Regions from separate parts of the Mus musculus genome. Here region 1 is linked to region 2. A link is a contact called in public HiChIP or PLAC-seq data. All regions are on one chromosome and are shown on one strand. Each heading gives the region's core, a stretch centred on a gene start, on an enhancer-like site or on the middle of the called end of the contact. The rest is flanking DNA. Distances are from core to core; before and after follow the strand shown. Region 1 holds the start of Nfkbie (nuclear factor of kappa light polypeptide gene enhancer in B cells inhibitor, epsilon). Region 2 overlaps Spats1 (spermatogenesis associated, serine-rich 1).

Region 1 (4,020 bases), core at 296-2,795, 97 kb after region 2:
GATGGTTGTTAGCCCACCTGTGGATGTTGGGAATTGAACCTGGGTCATTTTCAAGAGTGGCTCCATATGTTTGCAAACGAGTGAATGGATGAAGAAAATAAGGTTTTTTTGGGGGGGGAGGCAGAAGAGAATGGCTCATAATAGCTATCTCTGCTAGCTCCCCCATCCCCCAGTACCAAGGATGCAATGAAGCTGTTCCTATGGTTGGCAATGGTCTTCTAAGGGCATTGCTAGCCCCAAGAAAAGAGCAGCAAGATGCTCCATCTCAGGGATCGCCTGTGGGTGGTGTTCTCTCAAACCCTAGTCATGTTGAAGAAAAGCAAGAAGGGAGGGGAAAGACTTCAGGGCTAGGGTGGAAACTTCAGTAGTGTCAGGGGCCTCCCCACCCTGGCTCCACTGTGAGGAACTAAACTTCTTTGACTGCTGGGGGCAGCCATCTCCTGTACCTACCAAAGGCCAGTGCACACCCTGCAAGGAAGAAGAAACCCCATGACCACCAAGGCTTGTGAGATAAGTCCTCCCTAGAAAACCCACTTCCCCAGATCACATCCTCCTGCCAAGTCTATCATCAGGGGAGTTGACCCAGAACTGTCTATGAAGGTTTCCCAGGGAAAAGCTGCTCCCCTGAAGATAATAGATGCACTCTCTCTTACCAATCCCCCTGAGCACTGATTGAAAATAAGTGAAAAGGCAAGAGAAGTTGAGAAAAAAATAGGCAGAGGATAGCAAGCAGAGCCACCATCACCACCCCTTCCCCATCTGTGCTGGCTAGTCAGGCAACTTGATGGGAGCCAGCGTCATCTGAAAAGAGGGAACCTCGGTTAAAATGCCTCCATAAGATCCAGCTGTAAGCCTCTTTCTTAATTAGTGACTGATGGGGAAGGCCCACCCCATCCCATTGTGCATGATGCCATCCCTGGGCTGGTATTCCTGGGTTCTATAAGAAAGCAGGCTGAGCAAGCCATGGGGAGCAAGCCAGTGTGCAAGACGCTCCCCATGGCCTCTGCATCAGCTTCTCCCTCCAGGATCATGTCCTGTTTCAGTTTTGTCCTGACTTCCTTTGATAATGGATTATGATCTTGAAGTATAAGCCGAATAAAACCTTCTCTCCCCAATTTGCTTTTTGGTCAGGGTATTTCATTGCAGCAATAGAAACGCTAAGACACCCCACCACCACCACCAACCTACACAAACTCCCCACAAAGTAGCCGGTTTATGCAGAAAAGTTTTTTAAAAATACACTTTTTAAACAATTGAATGAATAAATGAATGAAGACACCACGGAACTAAAAAGAAGGAACAAACAAATGCACGGAATTAGTGAATGAAATAAAAGGGAAGGGGAAGAATGAGTGAATGAATGAATGGGCGAAACAATCCACGCAGGAGTGAGTCAAGACTGGTAACCAGAGACTCCCTGCCTACGCAAGCAGCAAACAGGGGGATTCCGGAGGGGCGGGGCTCTACCCGGAAGCTCCTTTGAGGGCGGGGCTGTGGGCGTGGCAGTGGCTGCGGGCCACTTCTTGGGTCCGGGGGCGGGGCGACAGAGAAGACCTAACTAGGGACCGTTCAGCTGCCCAAAGCACCCGCTGCGGTGGACCTGGCCGGCGCCCTGGACCTCTCGCTTTTCTCATCCGCTCCCCGCGCCTGCACAGGCAGGTAATGAAGCCGCTCGGAGAGTGACTCTGGTTCTGTTAGGCGGTCACACAAACCCGGAAAAGCTCGCTTTTGCACACCTCAGAGTTAGATCCCGCTGGACCCTGGACCCCGGGCTGGCGCGGCCGGCATGTCGGATGCGCGGAAGGGGCCGGACGAGGCGGATGATAGCCAGTGTGACTCTGGCATAGAGTCGCTGCGCTCTCTACGCTCCCTGCCTGAACCTACTGCGGCCCCAGGCTCCGGATCATCCCAAAGCGGCTGCCCACAGCCTTGGAGACATGCTCCGGAGACCCACAAGGAACCAGAGAAAGAAGATGCGGATGGAGAGCGAGCGGACTCCACTTATGCCTCCTCCTCTCTCACTGAATCCTTCCCCTTACTGGAGAGACCCGAAGCCAAGGATCCAAGCCCTCCCGCCCCAGGATCGCCGCTGCCCCCCGCGGGGGTGCTGAGCCCTCAGCAACTCGAGGCGCTCACATACATCTCTGAGGATGGAGACACGTGAGTAAACTGGCTAGGCTGAGATAAGATGTTCAGTTAGAGCCCCCCTCCGAGCTGCAACTGGCTGGGCTACCACCACCACTTCATCACCCGAGAGGATAGACCCTCACAGCACCTGCCCTGGAAGGGCCAGCCTCCTTCTCCAAACTCCAAACTTAACTTGCAACTTGCTTTTAAGCTGTAGCCAGGTTCAGACCAAAAACCAGACATCATCACCTCTTTTGGGAGTGGACAGGATAGCAGTGCCCTTGTAACCTAGAACACCAGCCACAGTCTTGAAAATCTACTAGTGACCCACTCCTGGGAAGAGGAATTCCCCCGCAACCAATTCAGTTTTTGTTTTTCTTGTTGGGGGAAGGAATGTCCCTGTTTGCTCAATATTTGGGATACCAATGCCTAACTTCAGAACACCCTAACCAGAGGGGGGAAAAAAGACTACACCAGGATTACAGGTTGTCATCTGAGCTCAGGAAGCCTGGATTAACGGTGCTACCTGGATGCCCATTTGAAAGTGGTTCCAAAAGAGGGACTAGACTGAGAATTTTTGCCCCCAACAAACAGGATAGGCAGCTGGCTGCCCCAGCTCACTTCCTCCTCTGCTGAGAAAAGGGAAGTAATGGCTTGGCCTCAGCCTCCCCAACAGTTACCTCCTGAGCTCCCCAAATTCTTCTTGCTGTCCCATCTCTTGATCTCCCTTTTCTCCCTTAGGTCCAGCTGGAATCAGGTGCAGCTGGACTGTGAGGCTATCAAGTGTGTAGGTGTCAAGTGCAGAAGAGGTGACTGGGCTTTGTGGGTGTTAGAGCAGGGGCAGCTGGAGTGCTAGCTAGATGAGAGAGACGCTGGGATGCAGGGGGTACCTGTCCTGACCTGCTTGTTGGAGATGTAGGGGTCTTGGTTGGGTACTAGCAAAGATAGTCTCCATCCTGTGAGCAGGAGAGAGGCCTTTTGTATTTCAGGCGCCAGTCACAACCCTTAGGCCAGGACCTCAGAGTTCTGGGAGCTCTGTGCACAGCTTCTCGGGCCACCGCGCCCTCCACGGTTAGCCCCTGTGCTGCATGCAGCCTTGACACACTCTGCTTAGAGACAGATCCAGTGTGTCTGGAGAAGCATCAGCCCCCTCCCCCCCAGCCCCCAGCAGACATCTTCCCTCCTTTGGAGGTGGCTGGACTGTGGGAAGTATGGAAGTGGGAAAAGGAAGTGGGCAGGAGGAGGGGAGACTGAGGGAGAGAGGGAGGTGGCTGCAGGAATGTGACCCAGAGAGCAGGCCCTGGCCGAGGGGATTTCCACAGTGGTTCCTCCCTCCCTCCGTCACTCTCTCCTGGCCTCCTCTACTGCCTGCCTACAGCAAAAGTTTGCCCCCCCCCTCCTGCCTAAGTATCCCCCTCCCTAGCCCAGACAGGCCTTTAGCCAAGTTGCCCCCAAGGCAGCTGTCCAGGTCTAGACCATTTAACCCTGGCTTTCATTTTCCCCACCTGATGTGGGGAAACCCCAAGACTGGAACTTCCCATCCCAACTGCCCTGTTGGCCCTAACTTACAACTCCCATCACGCCCCCCCACCCCCGCCCCATCAAACCCATTTTCTGCACTGCACCAAACTCCCCCTTGGAGCTGTACCTAGGAGAGGGTTTGTGACCAGACCCCATATGATGGCTTGTGTGGAATGGCCCGCTTGACTAGTGGGTAAGGCAGCAGTTCCAAATGCCATGCTGGCTCCTTGGAGTGTGTGACATTGAGTCGCTGGGGGAACCCCACATCGGCCTCCTCCTGTCCTCCCTGTTGTGGGGAGGTGGGTAGCTCAGCCCTGGAAACCCCCTCTGTGTTTCTCCGGCAGCTTTCGGTTTAGCTTTGAGCTGCAGCTG
Region 2 (3,883 bases), core at 641-3,140:
CTACAAAGACCTTATTCATCACTGAGGCGTTGGCAGCCTCCTCCTCCATGGGTATTTCTGTAAGAAGCGCCCTCTGAGGATCTTTTGAGAAGCCAATTCAGAGTGAGTTGAGAGGGAGAACTCACCAAGTTACGAACTAAGGTGCTGCATGGATTTAGATACGGCGTACGTATAGATATTTTCGTTGTAGTAAATTTAAAAATAGCACTTTATACTTCATGCCAAGGCTTACTTTAGATGTATGTGAGTGACAGGTGCCCTCCAACTGAAACATGCATTATTTCCTTCGGACTTCAATGAGGCTGCTATTAACAATCTGAAGGGACTCATCTGGCGACTTAAATGCCACATTAGCATTTCATGAGAGTCGGAGAAAAACAAAAGTGGACCAGCATGCATTCTGGGCCCTTTATCAAAACCTGCCACCTGGAACGAGGCTCTCTGCCTTCCTGTCTTCCTGGCTGCACTGTGGGAAAACAGGATGGCCCTGCAGAGCTGTTCCCAGCCAGAGAAAGCAGGCTCCACAGCTGGGACTTGCTTGCTTTCTTTCTTTCTTTCTTTCTTTCTTTCTTTCTTTCTTTCTTTCTTTTCTTTTCTTTTTTTTTCCACCTTTGATGGAGGAAACACACTACCGTATTTCTTCTTCCCGAGGCTGTTGTCCACTGTCCTCTCTGCCACAGACCTCCTGTTGCCCCGGAAGACCCCATTGAAGAAGCACTGCTTTCCAATGTGGTAGGTGTGGATGTTGCTGCTGAACCTTGGATAAAATGTCCACTCAGGACGCTGCCCATCTTCTGCAAGACATCAGAAACCCTTCTGTTAGCGCTGCTCCAGGCCCTCAAGACAATTAGATGACAAGCTGTTAAACCCACCCCTCCTCAGGCCCTATCGGCTTACAGCCCTCTCACATACACACATTTTTTTCTTTAGATTTATTTTATTTATTTTATGTATATGAGTACAGTGTCACTCTCTTCAGACACAGCGGAAGAGGGCATCAGATCCCATTACAGATGGTTGTGAGCCACCATGTGGTTGCTGGGGATTGAACTCAAGACCTCTGGAAGAGCAGTCAGCCCTCTTAACCGCTGAGTCATCTCACCAACCCACATAAACTTTTTTAAAAAATGTGTATGAGCCTTTGTCTGCAAGTACACATGTCCGCCACACATGCATGCAGTACCCACAGAGGCCGGAAGAGGGCCTTGGGTCTTCCTGGACATGGAGTTACAGGTGGTTATGAACCACCATGTCAGTGCCAGGAACGAAACCCAGGTCCTCAAGGAAAACAGCCAGTGCTCCTGACCATGTATGCAGTTTCACTATGTAGTCCAGGCTAGACTGAACTTTTGTGAGGTGTGTGCACGTCTGTATATACATGTATGTTCAGGTAGGTACATATGTGTGAGTGTAGGATTATGTAGCAAAAATCAGCATCAATGTCTTCTTCAATTGCTTTTTCACCTATTTTAAAACAATTACTTTTGCTTCTGTATGTTTGGGTGCTTTGCCTGCTTGTATGTCTGTGTACCATGTGTCTGCCTGGTGCCCATGGAAGTCAGAGAAGGGCACTGACTCCCCTGGAACTGGAGTTAAGCTGTTAGCCACCATGTGGGTACTGGGAATAAAACCTGTGCCCTCTGGAAGAGCAATCAGTGCTCTTAACAGCCATACTACCTCTGCATCCCTGTCCATCTTACTTTTTGAGACAGGATCTCACACTGGACCAAGAGCTCACTCATTTGACTTGATCGCTGGGATCTTCTTACCCCTGACGTCACTGGGATTATGGGCACATACTCTCGTGCCTACCGTTTCTTACATGGTGCTGGGGTCTATACTCAGATGCTCATGCTTGTGAGGTAAGCTTTACCTACTGAGCCATCTTCCCAGCCCCCAGCCTCGATCTCTTGATCTTCAGCCTCCTAACTGTAGGTATGCACCACCACACCCAGCTAAACTGGAGACTTTCTCCGTGCATAAAAGCCCTTGGTTCTGCATCAGGGGTAGCATCAAACTCAGGGAAACTAGGCACGGGAGGAAGAGGAGGAAAGTTATTCAAGAAGCTGCTCAGTTGTAGTTTTCCTTCCCTTTCAGAACTCACCAAAGTTACAGGCTCACACATGCTACAGAGGCTGGGAAGGGTCCTAACATCCTCCCTGTGATCAGCCGTCCCTCCAGTGGCTGTGGGGAGAGGGGGGATGCGCACTATAGATCAGTTCTGGCAGCCTATCTGGGTGCAGCATGGTCCTGGCCCCACATGTGTGGTGCACCACAGCGACCTGTGGACACACAGCCACCAAAGAAGGGAAACCACTGTGCTTCCTCAGGCTAGATACTGGCCCTTTGGGTGCCCAGTTCATTTGAAACTGTCCTTATAAAACTAGTTAAAGTGACTAAACAACAAAAGAATCCAGTCGTTCTAGAGCTGCAGGAGAAGCCCCTGGGTAGCCAGCGAAGAGCAGAGGTCAGATGGGAGGCCCGGGGGCTTGGGGTGTGTTCTGATAGGAAGCCCGGGGGCTTGGGGTGTGTTCTGATGGGAGGCCCGGGGGCTTGGGGTGTGTTCTGATGGGAAGCCCGGGGGCTTGGGGTGTGTTCTGATGGGAAGCCCGGGGGCTTGGGGTGTGTTCTGATGAGAGGCCTGGGGGCTTGGGGTGTGTTCTGATGGGAGGCCCGGGGGCTTGGGGTGTGTTCTGATGGGAGGCCTGGGGGCTTGGGGTGCTCCCTGCACTCCGCTTCCTGACTGCGAGTGCTTGTGTGGAGGACTTGAGTCTCTCTGTAACTTCATTTCCATCTGTAACTCCAGTTCTGGGCAACCTGATGCAAACAAACACTCATACATGAAATAAAAACCATCAGTCCTTTAGGACGAGAAAAACAGCAAATGCGAACAGCCACACAGGCCTGAAGCACTGTTACAGGGGAAGGTCTGGGACCCATGCAACTAGAGAGGACATGCTCTGCATACTGCAACTCGGCTGTTCTAGCGTGTCACTGGATGACTTGAGAAATGCGTCACTGGGTTGCTTCACTCTTCTCTGAATGCTGCTGTATGCTGACACAGACCTACACAGAGAGGTCAATGGGCTCAACTGAGGGGATCTCAATTCACCTAGGACACATCTCTGAGCATACCAGTGAGGGCTTCTAGATTAGGTTTACTGAGGTAGAAAGGCTGGTATGTAGACAGAATCCTGGGTTGAATAAAGAGAAGCAAGCTGAACATCAGCCATCCTATCTATCAATCTATCCATCCATCCATCTATCTATCTGTATATCTACCTAACTACTTATCTATCCATCCATCCATCCATCCATCTATCTATATATCTACCTATATATCTACCTACCTATCTACCTAACTATCTGTAGCTTTCTTTCTGTCTCCTCTATGTGTGTCTGTCAATCTGTCTCTGTGACTCCAACGTATCTGTCTCTGTCCCTCTGTCTGTCCCTCTATCTGTCTCTCTGTGTGTCTCTGTTTCTCCCTATCTCTCTCTGCCTATCTCTGTCTCTCTGTCTGTCTCTCTCTGTGTTTCTCTGTCCTTCTGTCTGTCTGTGTGTGTGTCTCTGTCTATCTCTCTCTGTCTCTTTGTCTCTCTCTCCCTCTCCATTTCCTGAATGTGGACACACAGTGTGAGTTGTCTCTATGTCTTCCCGTCTGCTGTGTGGTCTTTTGAGTCAAAACAAACCCTTAACTATTTTAAGTTGTTTCTTCACAGGTGTGAAAAGTAAGTAGTAATTAGTCCTATGCACACCGTATGAGGGAGCAAGCTAGCCAAGCACAGTGTCAAACAGTTAGCTTTATGTTCTGTGTACATGTGTGTGCATGCTCTTGTGTTGCATCATCATGGTGGGGGCCAGAGCACAGCTTCCAGGAGTC

What was found. HiChIP or PLAC-seq counts read pairs in DNA pulled down with a chosen protein or histone mark.
Region 1: an H3K27ac HiChIP or PLAC-seq map of embryonic stem cells shows a contact between it and region 2, with 14 read pairs. The contact joins the promoter of Nfkbie here to the enhancer-like site in region 2. A contact is called at or near these places in 8 of 39 promoter capture datasets (the 3T3-L1 cell line, the HPC-7 cell line, embryonic stem cells and 3 more), 3 of 484 Hi-C or Micro-C datasets (bone marrow-derived macrophages and embryonic stem cells), 14 of 115 datasets of contacts at active chromatin or transcription factors (the 230-238 cell line, the HPC-7 cell line, double positive thymocytes and 4 more) and 3 of 9 other capture datasets (adipose tissue, liver and pancreatic islet).

The regions. Positions count from the first base shown.
Region 1 is chr17:45,554,155-45,558,174 of GRCm38.p6, forward strand. Nfkbie (nuclear factor of kappa light polypeptide gene enhancer in B cells inhibitor, epsilon) reads left to right here and starts at 1,546. Exons shown (of 6, transcript NM_008690.4): 1 at 1,546-2,160. The coding sequence starts at 1,787.
Region 2 is chr17:45,456,526-45,460,408 of GRCm38.p6, forward strand. Spats1 (spermatogenesis associated, serine-rich 1) reads right to left here. Exons shown (of 8, transcript NM_027649.3): 4 at 633-794. Among named protein-coding and RNA genes, the nearest start is that of Spats1, 16 kb to the right of the region's middle. Within about 2 kb of position 1,891, at least 13 of the 459 cell types and tissues checked have an H3K27ac peak or open chromatin away from gene starts, as enhancers often do. A contact at or near this core is called in embryonic stem cells and trophoblast stem cells, where this site is marked.